Regions from separate parts of the Mustela erminea genome. Here region 2 is linked to region 1. The links are chromatin contacts, called in public Hi-C maps. All regions are on one chromosome and are shown on one strand. The core of a region is the stretch at or near the end of the contact, and the rest is flanking DNA. Distances in the headings are between cores, read along the strand shown. Region 1 holds the start of RNASE4 (ribonuclease 4). Region 2 holds the start of PARP2 (poly [ADP-ribose] polymerase 2).

Region 1 (5,928 bases), core at 3,208-5,707:
TGTTCAGGCCTCACCAGTTTTCTTTTTGTACTTTCTTCCTTCAAGAGCCCATAACTCTTAGAGCCTATAACTCAAAGGATACCTTATGTAATTTGATCTAAACATGACCTATTGATCTATGGACTTCTAGACATAAGAGTATTCTAGCAATTGTACAATTTCCCTAAACTCCCCCAATCTCACTTCAAATTCATCCTACCTAAATCCTTGCACACCATCCTCTGCCCTTTCTAGGTACCCTTCTCTTTAAACTTTTTTTCCCCCCTGCAACATCATCTTGCTTTATCAAGGTATAATAATTGAAAGTCCTGCCTCTTTCATCTTTATTATCTCTTAGTTTTTATTCATATCTAACTTCAGTTGAATCTGTCTTCCTTCTATCTCCCTCATTCTTTCCTTCTTTTCCAGTTCCATAACGGTCAATCTCTTTTGGTTTTATGTTTGAGCATCTGCACCATGGCCAGTCTCTGATGTATCTCTGACTCTGGTTTTTCTTTCCTTCAATTCATTCTGCATATCCATGCCTTGTGAGTTTCCATTTTCAATTTTTTTTTTTTTAGTTCAAATTCAATTAGCCAACATATAGTACAACATTAGTTTCTGACATAGTGTTCAGTGTCCATTTTCGATTTTTAAAAGGGTGTAACTTCATTCCACAAATCTCTCAGTCTCCTACTAACCTGACTTCTTCCGTTTCCGTTACTTCCAGGAGGGCAGATATCTGCCCCAGGCAGTGTACGGCCTTGGTTCCTTAAAAGCCTCGGTTTTTCTTTCAGACTTTGCTCAGACATTTTCTTCTACCAGAGACCACTCCTTGCCCAAACTGCCTCTTAACCTCTCAAGTGCAGCTCAAATCCCACTCCCACCTGAAGATTTGAAGAGTGATGGCTCACCCTGCAAATTTGCGAAGCTTGGCACTGTCCACCACCCGCTCACAGCTGGCACAGCTACTTTTCACTATTCTCTTTCATAAAAACTAAATTTCTCTTATTCCATAAGACTGTGACAGGGACTTCAAGTTAAAGACCGTATCTGATGCCTTGTTCCTAGTGCACAGCCCAGCACAGAATTGGGAGTTCCGTGTTTGTTGCATGAAGAAATGAATTAAATAACGAACCAACAAATGCTTGCTCTGGCGCAGAGGCTCGAGCTGTACGGAAGGTCCATACACAGAAAGAACTTGAAGAAGGAGGTTGAAAGTTGGTGGCTATCCTGAGTCAAGGAGAAAATCAGTGGGAAGGCCGAGAGATCTGTGGTCGTCAACTTCCTCTACTTCGCGTTTCCTCTCCCTGGCGAGGAGAGGTCTGAGGTGGACTCTGGGTTGTAATGTGTAGGTTTAGGCAGATTTCTCCGATCTTTAAAATAGTGGTGTCTGTTATCACTGGCCCTCATATTGCGTTATCCCTAGCAAGGGCGTGCAGACCAAATTCCAAGAGTAAATAGATTGAAACAAAATTCGAATTTTGTCCACTTCCTACATTTAATCCCCCTAACAAAGGCCCAGCATTAAAAAACGTTCCTTTTCAAAGAAAGAAGCAAACAAATCGCTCACGAGGCCCTATAGCTCAGGGGTTAGAGCACTGGTCTTGTAAACCAGGGGTCGCGAGTTCAAATCTCGCTGGGGCCTTAACCCTTATTTCTTACTCTTTTAAATAAGACTTCCCGCCCTCCCCTCCGGTAATTTTAACCCTTGCGGAAATTCGGTTCGTGTGTCTTCTCGCCACGGTCCCACTACCTGAATAAACCAAGCTGAAGAGATCCGTTTCCTCTTACGCGCTACTGCGCAAGTGCGGGTCTGCTGCCTGGAATGCCGCGGAGTCCATTAGAAGCTGCAGGAAGAGCTCCCTGCGTCCGCGGGCGCCGGGGCTGTGCTGACCCGCCGCGAGAGCCCTTCCGGAGGACGGCGGGAGCCGGAGAAGGGCTGAGGGCGGTGGGGGCGGTGGGGGCGGCGGCGCGGGGGTGGGGGTAGACCATGGGAGTCCGGCCCAGTGCCCCGCTCAGCACAGGCTTTGAACCCTGCTGAACAGGCTCCCCTTCCGAAAGGGAGGAGGCGTTTGGGAGGAGTATGCTGTTCCGCAAGGTTTCCTGTGACCGCGAGTTTTCCAACACTTGACTACCCCAGCGGGAAAACGAAGGCCGAGACTTGGGTCACTAAGTTTGTTATCGGCTCAGAGGAATTGCGGCTTCCTCTTTGAAACACCTTAAGATATTTTCTCCAGAAGTCCTTTCTCGCGGAAACACTGGGCTATGCTCCACATCCTCTTTCTCCCCGAGTCTGTGGACGTATTCACGGAAGAGTTGCGCCTCGCCTGTGGAGAAGCGGTTGGATTCCGAGGCGAGCACAGGAAGTGAGGAAAAGCGAAGAGGCCCGAGCCAGACCCGGGAGGCCCGCCCTCTCCGCCTGGCGCCGAGCTGCGCGGGCGGAGCTGCGTGTCCCACCGCCGCACTCCCTAGTTCTTCCCGGCCGTTGGCGGCTTCCACGCCGCACACATCGCGGCGGGAGGTCCCGGGCTGCGCGCTTACGGCAGCCAACCGCCCCCGGGCGAGCAGATGCCCCCAGACCTGGGCGGCCTCGTGATGTACCGGGTCTGGGGGTGCCTGTGAGGAGCCCACGGGTTGTCCTGCTTTGGAAGCCCCTCCGTGCGGTCGGGGAATCCGGCTCTAGAAGGGTTGTCCCCAGAAATGCGGGCGGGGCTTTCTCAGAGGCTGGCTTTGTGACCCTGCGATGTCCACGCCTCTGTAGATTGTTTCTCCCGCGCCCCTATTTGTAGGTGTCCTGAATAGGTGACTCTAGAGAGGAAAAACTCGTACCCCCTTCGATAGCTCAGCTGGTAGAGCGGAGGACTGTAGCGCGCTTTCTGTGTGGTCATCCTTAGGTCGCTGGTTCGATTCCGGCTCGAAGGAGGAGCTGCAGTTTTGGGGTTTGCAGTCGACTACCACTTGTTTCCTGTGGGGCATTTTGTCTTCTGGAATCGACTTCTCCAGACCTTATTCCTGTCCCCAAGAGAAAGTTTGAGCTCTCCAAGCATATATGAACAAATGGATCCCGTTGGGCAGTTTCTTAGTGAGGTGGCGAGTGTGAGCCAACTCTGTCAGCCAGCTGGGAGAATTTTGAGTTAACGTCCCCTCACATGATTCTTTTGGCTTCTAGTTGATCCACTCGTTGATACAGAACATTATATATAAACGCTGTGTGCGCTGTCTGCGTGGTGCGCCCGGAGCGACTCCACCTTGAGGAAAAAACCGCTTGGACTGGGACCCCCGACCCGAGCGTCCGCCCCCTTCCATACACACAGCCATTCAGGGGGAGGTCCTTACACGGCAGCTTTAGTTTATCTTTTTATACATATCTGTAGTTCTACAAAAAAGATTTTGGGCCAGAACAGGAAGGGCCAACAGGATCTGACGCGAATTTGGCTGTGACGAAGAATTCCAGACCGAGGGAACAAGTGAAACAAAGGTGGGAGATGGAACCCTTGATTCTCCTTCAGGGCCTGGACCATCCGAACACACGCCAGACTGGCGCACCTCCCACCAAATCGGGCTCCTGGGATTTTGATGCCCACCATTTCCCGCCTAGGATGTTAGGCTCGTTCGACGTGGTAGCAGACTGACACGCTTCCCGCGCGTCCAGCCTGAGGCTCAGGACCCTCCAGGCTCGCAAGCGAGCTCCGCTCGGGTCCTCGGACTCCCGCCGCGCTCCCGCCGCGCTCCCGCCGCGCTCCCGCCGCGCTCCCGCCGCGCTCCCGCCGCGCTCCCGCCGCGCTCCCGCCGCGCTCCCGCCGCGCTCCCGTAGCGCTCGAGCTCGCGCCCAGAGCCGTCCGGCAGTGCTCGGTGGAGCTCACCCACGCGGCGCGAGGTCTGGAAACTGACCCTCCTCACCCCATCCGGCCCCTGGAGGGGTCCAGGATGTGGATCGGGGAGAATAAGCGAGGCTAGGGCCGAGCCAGGCTTCAAAGGAGTGAGACTTCATGAAAATGAGAGACAACGAAGCAAGGCCAAAAGTAAATGTCACAATGCAGGACGAAGCTCGGAAACAGCCTGGCGGCCAACTGCACACTAGAAAGTACTGTTCAGAGAAAATAAAGCCATTCTTGTCGCATCGGCTCGTTGGTCTAGGGGTATGATTCTCGCTTTGGGTGCGAGAGGTCCCGGGTTCAAATCCCGGACGAGCCCTTGTTTTTTTTTTTCTCCTGCCCTCGAAACTATGCAAAAGTTCAGATCTCTACAAACGTCCTCGCTTTCCGACTGTTCTGCACAAGAGGTGCGCTGAACCAACGAATGCCACAGAGGGCTGACGAGCTGTGCAGGGAGAAACCGCCTGGTCTCCTGGACTAACCGCCAGCTGACACCTCGGAGGGACCGCCTCGCTCCCAAGAGCAGGGGTTGGTGTCCCCAGGCCCGTTGTCCCTGGAGGTGCGTGGGGCTCGGGTCTGCAGGCCCTCTCCTTTCTCAGGCAGGGCCCGCCCGCCGCGCCCACTGCAGAGGCGGGTCTAGGCGGGAGGGGCGTCCGGGGAGAAACAGGGCGCGGTCCCAACTGCACCGAGGCTCCCCCGTCGCCTTCCTCTCCCTGCTGCGTGCCCCGTCCGTTCCTGTACACACACGTATGCCGACCCCACCCAGGATCCAAAGCAAGATTTAAAAGGAAGTCTTTGCGTTTTCTACCTGCTCCCTATCATCCTACAGGTAGGGGAAGAAGCCGTGAGAAAAACTTCTTTCCGCTGTCCTGCGCGTTTCTGCAGCCCCGTTCCAGGCCGAGGTGGGTTCACATCCTGCTCTCTTTCCTCCTCCTCAGTAGTTTTACCAAGAGCGTTTTGGCCCGAGGAGCCCCTTCTTAGCAGAGACAGTGTGGGACTCCTCGGGGAGGCGTTTGCAGAACCGCGTTGGAGCCGCTCAGGAGTACGAAGGAAGGTCCAAAGTCTTGTTCTTTTATGAGTTAGCGACTCTACATTTCTACCCTGAGATTTACTTCCCGCAGCCGAGCAGAGACATTCTAGGCGCTAGACTTTCCCGAAGCAAAGACGGCTTCGGGAAAGTCTAGCGCCTAGAATGTAGGGTCAGAAGAGGGCGCGGAACTGGCGAACGGGGTGGAGGCCCGGGAAGGCCTGCACTTGCCCAAACCCAAGGATTCTTTACTTGGTACCCAGGTGGATCGCCAGATTTAGGCCTTGTCCAGTTTTTGCCAGCATAACTGCCTTGTGGGGCTTGCGTTTTTGTTTTCTGGTGACTCACTTCTCTCTCCCCACCCGCAGCCAATGTTGCAAAATTACAGGATTCACTGCCAACAGGCTCTTCTTTAAGCTTTCTTACTAAAGTGTTGGGATCCTCAGTCTTTTTACTCTGAGACAGCGTGTCATATGGTAACACATTGGCAAAAGAGAACATCTTTATTCAAGAAGGACAGTAAAAACAATTTCAGCATCATTCTGGGGACTAGGGAAATCTCAAATGAGGCAAGACCCTCCCTTTGTGTCCCTAACCTTATAATCAAGTCATAAATATAATCACTAGAAACTCAAGTGGTATTATTATCTGAACAGCACTGGCCAACTTCCCAGAAGCAGTCTTAGGTATTCAAAGAACTACCAACAACACAGTTACTAACTGTGCAGAAGGATAATTTTGTTACACACACTTTATTATAAGCAACTCTTTTTACAGATAAAATATTATTGAAATTCATGGAATATTCAGTAGGTTTTCCTCAAACAGCAGCTTTCGGTGGCATCTTTAAAATTAGCTTTATTTTTCTAGAAATTGCTAGTGTGGACTATGAAACCTATGTGGTGCATTAGAAAGCTTCTAGTCCCTGGAACACCAGATGTTCCTGGTGCAGTACATGTTTTCTTTCTCTGTACCTCAGTATCCTCATCTGTTCTATGAGGCCTTGAGAGATAGTCCTCCAGGTCTCCCTCTTTCTTATTCTAT
Region 2 (6,239 bases), core at 1,196-3,695, 280 kb before region 1:
TGATGCTTCTGCTTTAAGATTACTACCACTGCTCAGTTTTACCCTGCTCCATGCCAATTACTCAGTGCCCACTCTGTGTCTAGCATTATAGAATACAACAGGAATTTAAAGAACCTATTCTTTTTTAGATAGAAATGACACATAGACATGGGTGAGACAGAGAGAACACTTAAAGGCCTATCTTAGTCAAAGTTCAAGTACTTGCTTTATGATCCCATCAGCCTTTAGCCATTCCTACTGAGAATGTCCAAATCCCAGCCCGCTTGATCGTTAGGGCATCTATAGCAGATGTTACAGATGCTTTCACAGTGCCACTTCCGGACTGGCACCCAGGGGTCTGAAGACCCAGGCCTTCCTTCCTCCATGGATTCTGTCTTCAACCTGAAACAAAAGGAAAACAACACAAAACTTCATCTAGGAAGTAAAAGCGGACCTGTCACTTGTCATGGCTCTCTTTCAGGGATAGCTCTGTAAGACGCTGCTATCAGAACAGATTCCAAGTTTTGTTTCCCACTCACTGTCAGCTACTTTAGAAATAGTGATTGTTTTAACCTCTGAGAGCAAATAGAAAATAAAAGTGGGGAGTCCTTTATTGCTCAATCAAGACATTTATGGTGTTGGTTGGTTTCTAGTCATCACTGTGTACAAAATAAATATAAGTAACAGGAAACACTGCATGTTTAGTCCTTATAAATATATCAAAACCCACCTGAATGTAATATGTGACAAATGACCCATACACACATATGTTGGGGGAAAACAACAAGATTGTAAACTACCTAAATGTTGACCAATAAAGGTTAAATAAATTACGGTATGTACATACATTAGATTACTGTATAACCATTATAAAGAATGGGGATGGGTCCACCTGGATGGCTTATTCCGTTAAGCCTCTGCCTTTGGCTAAGCTCATGATCCCAGGGTCCTGGGATCAGGCCCTGCATCAGGCTGTCTGCTCTGTGGGGTGCCTGCTTCTCCCTCTCCTGCTCCCGCTCCCTGTGCTTGTGCTCTCTCTCCATCAAATAAATAAAATCTTTGCAAAAAAAAAAAAAAAGAATATGGATATTCTTTATTTACTCATTTGAAAATCCTAAGTGGGAAAAGGTAGATAACTGGTAGAAAATGTAAAGAAGACGGGAGGGTGAAATACATGTATTTGATTATACTTACATAAAATACCTCACAAAGGATACAAAAGAAACTGTTAATGCTATTCCTGGGGAGGGGAATTAGGTGGCCTAGGAGACTTCATGATACATGCTTTGATCCCTTTTTAATTTTGAACCATGTGAATTTATTATTTTCAAAAAATAACATAACAATAAAACTTGAGAATTACAAGGATTATGAGAAGTCTACAACCATCTATTACCACATTTCATTCCACGTTATTTCTTTCACATCTTGTACCTGGAAGAATAATGAACACCTACATTGTATTCAAACTGATATAGATCAAGGAGGAAAATGGGAACACTGAAGGTCACGAGGCAAAACGTTTTTATAAGAAGAAAGATATCCAAAATAAATGTAGTGCTTACTTCTAGAAGGTATCTTACATTTATTATAATACCAGCCTTCCTACAGTTTGATTTTCCAAAGGGGAGCCTCATCATGGTTTACTGACTCACCCAAGGTCCCTGGAGGAGTAACCTGTGGTGCTAGTATTTGATAGGCTTGTCCTGAGCTAAGACCCCTGATTTTTCTTTAGTGTATCTTAGGCTTTTTAGGGTACCCTCACTACAGTTTTTATATTTTGATGAACAAAGCTCTTTAATTCCAGGAAATCAAGTGTATCAATCTTTTCTCTTATAATCAGTGACTTTTGTCATAAGAAACCCCCCTTCCTTACCTCAAGGTCCAAATGGAGACTTGTTAAGCTTGTTCAGTGCTTGGCCCCACTCCTGACCCAAAGTCATCACATTCCCCCCCTCCCCCTTCCTCATACTCTGCTGTTCTTCAAAAAGGGGCGGGGGAGAGTAGTCTGAATTAGGTTATGAGGCCCCTCAGCCAGGGTACCTCACCTCAGCCATTGAACTCACTTTGCTGGCCGTGAGTCTGTTCCAAGCTCCGGCTAAGGAGGCATCCGCCAGGCCCTTCCGCAGGGGGTTGGGTCCATGGCATCTCCTGCCCAGTCTGCCCTCGCGCGGAGCCCCGTTCTCTGGGAACTCACCTCCCCGAAATCAGGGAGGACCCTGTTAGGGCCGCTCTATGGCCCTAGTCTCAGACCTTCCCAGGGGACATGGGGTAAGAGTGACACAAGGCACTCAGCTCGTGGCCCCACCGATGAGCTTCCCTCCGCCCTATGGGAAACGGTGGCCCCACCGAGCATTTATAAGGCTCCCGCATCTAAAGACATTTTACAATTATGGTGACTTCCCACAACGCGTAGCAACATGCAAATATCGCGGAGAGTACCGCCCCTGTCCCAAGCACGCGTCTTCTCAGCACGCACGCACGCGCGCTATGTTCCCGCCCTGTGACTCCAGGCGGGTATTTCCAGGGGCGGGTTTGCTGACAGGAGCGTTCAGGCTTCATGGCTGCCAGACGGCGGGGGACGCGCAGCAACGGGGTCGGAGGTTCGGTGCACATTGTAGGGGGCGAATACTGGGGGGCGGGGAGTCTGAAGAGGAGCGGGGCCCTCTGCTCTAGCTCCACCCCTTCCGTCACCCCCTGACCCGTCCTTGGCTATCACGCTAGTTTAGGTGCTGAACTTTTTAAACTTCAGTTTTCAGAGCTTTTCGGATTACAGAATTGTGTATAAGAGCTTGTGGACCTGCAGTAACTAACACAGTGCCAGCACTATTTTAAATACTTAATGTCATCTAATTGAAAATATTTATTTATTAATATTTATTTATTAATAATATTTATTAAGATGCATCATTATTTTATGTATCACTAAGAAAGGAAAAAAAATGCTTCCAGTTAAAACGTGATTCATTGTTTATATGTCATCCATTGTAAGATGCAGCCCAGTTTCAAAGATAGTAAAATTCAGGTCTTAGAATTGAGGAGTATTACACTCTCTCTGTGTTATGTTCTTATGTGCATCCATCCTACAATTGTGTAGGTCCATCCTACAAATTAGGTGCTATTGTTGCCCTCCTCTGGATTTTACAGTTGGGGCGACTGAGGTACAAAGAGATGAAGTAAATTCTACAAGTTTCCACAGCTGGAAGAGACCCAGCTAGGCTCTAAACTAGAGACAGATTCCAGAGCACTCTGTTAACCATTATCTCATACCACGTTGGGTAGTTTGAAGATAGGTATTGGTAAAGTTTGGGGATGCAAGTAAACAGAGATAAACAGTCTATATGACACTCATGCCTCAGGCTATGAGCTCACAAGAGCCCTGGGGCTCCATCTTATTTTATCTTATTCTATTTTAATTTGGCTAGAATAGCAATTTAGGATGTGATTTCTCAGACTATTGCCAAGAACACTGGTATGGCAGTTACTATTTCTTTGTAAATTTACAAAACCATCTTAAGCCTTTTCCTTAAAAAGATGATGTTTTTTTCAAAGTAGGATTGTGTTCAGTGGATACTCATTCTTTCTTTTGGTTCTTTGCCTATTTATGCACATGGCCTCTGTAGCATTAGATGAAGCTGGACGAGTTCATAATGGCAACACAGCTATAGAAGACCCTCTGCCTGCAAAGAAAACTCGAAGATGCCAGAGGCAGGGGGTGAAAAAGGAGCCTGTGAATGGAGGAGAGGCCAATAATAACAAAACAGAAGACAAGCAAGGTCAGCTTCAAGTGGTAGGCCAGAGAGGACATGGACTAGCAGGATTGCCTATGGGAGGGGTGAGGACAAAGGATGCCTTGTTCTTTCAAATCTTACTTCTTCCTTTCTTAAAGATATGATTAATTTTCTATCCTTTGGGCATACCACAATACAAATCTCCTTTCTTGGAATCTTCAGTTTCATGTAATTTAGACAGATTGAGACCTGGACAGATCAGGATTGCTTGGGATGGGCAAAGTTCATTATGACATGATAGTTATTTTTTATTCCCATACAAGTAGCTGTAGTATATATCTCCTCCCTCAGAGTCCGTGAAGACCTTGCTGTTAAAGGGCAAAGCTCCCGTGGATCCTGAGTGCACAGCCAAGGTGGGAAAGGTAAGAGATTCCTTTGCCCATCAATTTCTCAGAGAGCAGTTGTTCTTTTGCTACTGGGATTCCTGTCTGGAACGCTACTAGTATTCATTTTAGGAATCCTCCAAAACGCTACTAATGATTAATTTTCTCAAAGATTAAGAGATGGGGGTGCTGGAGTTTGGGGTTAATAATCAGGATTTTTTTTAACTTCTGGGGTTATCATCAGCTTTCCGCACCTCATTCTCTTTCTCAGGTAGCAAATTATACCATTATCAAGGATGATGAAACATCTTTGTTCTCATGAGAAACTGTGCTGTGGTATGGCATGAGTTACGAATGTGAAAAGGATTTGAAGAATACAGAAGAAAGGCTTCCTCTGGAGCAAGTTTCCTTTAAGTGTTAGAATCATTTGTTTTTCTGTAATTACAAAAAAAGCCAACATGTTTTTATTATAGGAATAATAGGTTATATGTAAAAGAACATGCTTTTGCAGTTCTTTCTTGGAAGGTAGATATTGGTGGCGCTGGAGAATGACACCTTGAGACAGAAGAAAATTTAGAGCATTACTAAGGCTCTCATGAGGACTGAGACTACACTAATGTCAATGTTTTCCTTCTCTCTCTAAGGCCCATGTGTACTGTGAAGGGAATGATGTCTATGATGTCATGCTAAATCAGGTAAGGGGAGGAGCTGTTCTATGTATGGGAATTTTTTTCTTGGTAATTACAGATGAGCATGTCTCAATGCCCAGATCTTTAATTCTTAAGTCCCTGATATTAGCCTTATAGTAGCTTTTTCCTTACAGCAGTTACTAGTACCTGTGACCAAGGAAGACATCAATTTATGTGGCTTCCATTTGTAAACCTGTCTCATGTTCGGTGTTTCTCTTATCATAGACCAATCTTCAGTTTAACAACAACAAGTACTATTTGATTCAGCTGTTAGAAGATGATGCCCAGAGGCACTTCAGCGTTTGGATGAGATGGGGCCGAGGTAATGACTCTTATTATTGGTTTTCTCATTTGTCATTCAGAAAGCCAGAGACAGCTTAGTGAGTAACCAGAAGATCCTCTGGGTTTAAATTGGTGGAAAGGAGGCTTTATAACCTAGGAGGGGCTCGCAAAAGGGAAATTGCAAGCATCTTCATTAATAAGTTCCCACTGGAAAAACTAAGAGCAGCCTGTTGAGGCAGGGAAGTGTCCTGCAGTTGGTCTGCTAATGCTGTTCAGGAACTGTGGCAGTTAGCAGGTAACTAATACCAACAGGATCAGTCCGCTTGACCCATTCACCTTTCCCTCTCCCCTTCCTGCCTATTTGTCAGATGCTTAAGTGGGGAGACTTTGAGAAAATTCTTCTTGGATTGGGAGGCAGGAAACCATCTTATGTGTGGAATTTATTTTGCAGTTGGGAAAATGGGGCAGCACAGCTTGGTGGCTTGCTCAGGGGACCTCAACAAAGCCAAGGAAATCTTTCAGAAGAAGTGAGTTCTAAGAAATGAGTATCAAAAAATACCATTCTTTTTCTTCCATGTATCTTCTTTAAGAATTTATAAGAAGTGTGATTTGGCCTCAATGTTAATGTGTTTCCACTGTGACATTCTATGAATAGAATACCAAACTGCATCCTTAGTTAGTGATTACATCACCTGGAACCTTGAAATTAACTAAAAACAGGGGCGCCTGGGTGGCTCCGTGGGTTCAAGCCTCTGCCTTCGGCTCAGGTCATGGTCCCAGGGTTCTGGGATTGAGCCCCGCATCAGGCTCTCTGCTCCACAGGGAGCCTGCTTCCTCCCCTCTCTCTCCGCCAGCCTCTCTGCCTACTTGTGATCTCTCTGTCTGTGTCAAATAAATAATAAAATCTTTAAAAAAAAAAAAGTACTTAAAAAAAGAAATTAACTAAAAACAGAAGAATCTAATATATTTAGCATATGACCAACCATTAAGGAAATTTGGGAAAAGTGGGTAGGATGCGAATATTCAGTTAGAGCTTTAAAAATTCTTTCACTATGATATAGAGACAGAACTTTCTGGTCTCTGGGAATCTTTCAGAGAAAGAACTCAGAAAGGGATCTTTTGTCTAAAACTCAAAGGCTTTTGTGGTATTTTGGGGCCTTTGGGAAACTCAAGAG

The links. Hi-C and Micro-C count contacts between places; a contact is called where the count stands out from the background.
Region 2: a Hi-C map of spleen shows a contact between it and region 1, with 7 times the contacts expected there. The contact joins the promoter of PARP2 here to the promoter of RNASE4 in region 1. A contact is called at or near these places in 2 of 3 Hi-C or Micro-C datasets (skeletal muscle and spleen).

The regions. Positions count from the first base shown.
Region 1 is chr5:51,650,247-51,656,174 of mMusErm1.Pri, reverse strand. It overlaps RNASE4 (ribonuclease 4), which reads left to right and starts at 4,457. Exons shown (of 2, transcript XM_032343137.1): 1 at 4,457-4,686. It overlaps LOC116590816 (ribonuclease K3-like), which reads left to right and starts at 4,687. Exons shown (of 3, transcript XM_032343134.1): 1 at 4,687-4,759. It overlaps TRNAP-UGG (a tRNA gene), which reads left to right and starts at 4,105; the gene lies at 4,105-4,176. It overlaps TRNAY-GUA (a tRNA gene), which reads left to right and starts at 2,814; the gene lies at 2,814-2,904. It also overlaps TRNAT-UGU.
Region 2 is chr5:51,932,514-51,938,752 of mMusErm1.Pri, reverse strand. It overlaps PARP2 (poly [ADP-ribose] polymerase 2), which reads left to right and starts at 2,445. Exons shown (of 16, transcript XM_032343156.1): 1 at 2,445-2,582; 2 at 3,603-3,755; 3 at 4,062-4,132; 4 at 4,738-4,788; 5 at 5,008-5,104; 6 at 5,516-5,591. The coding sequence starts at 2,540.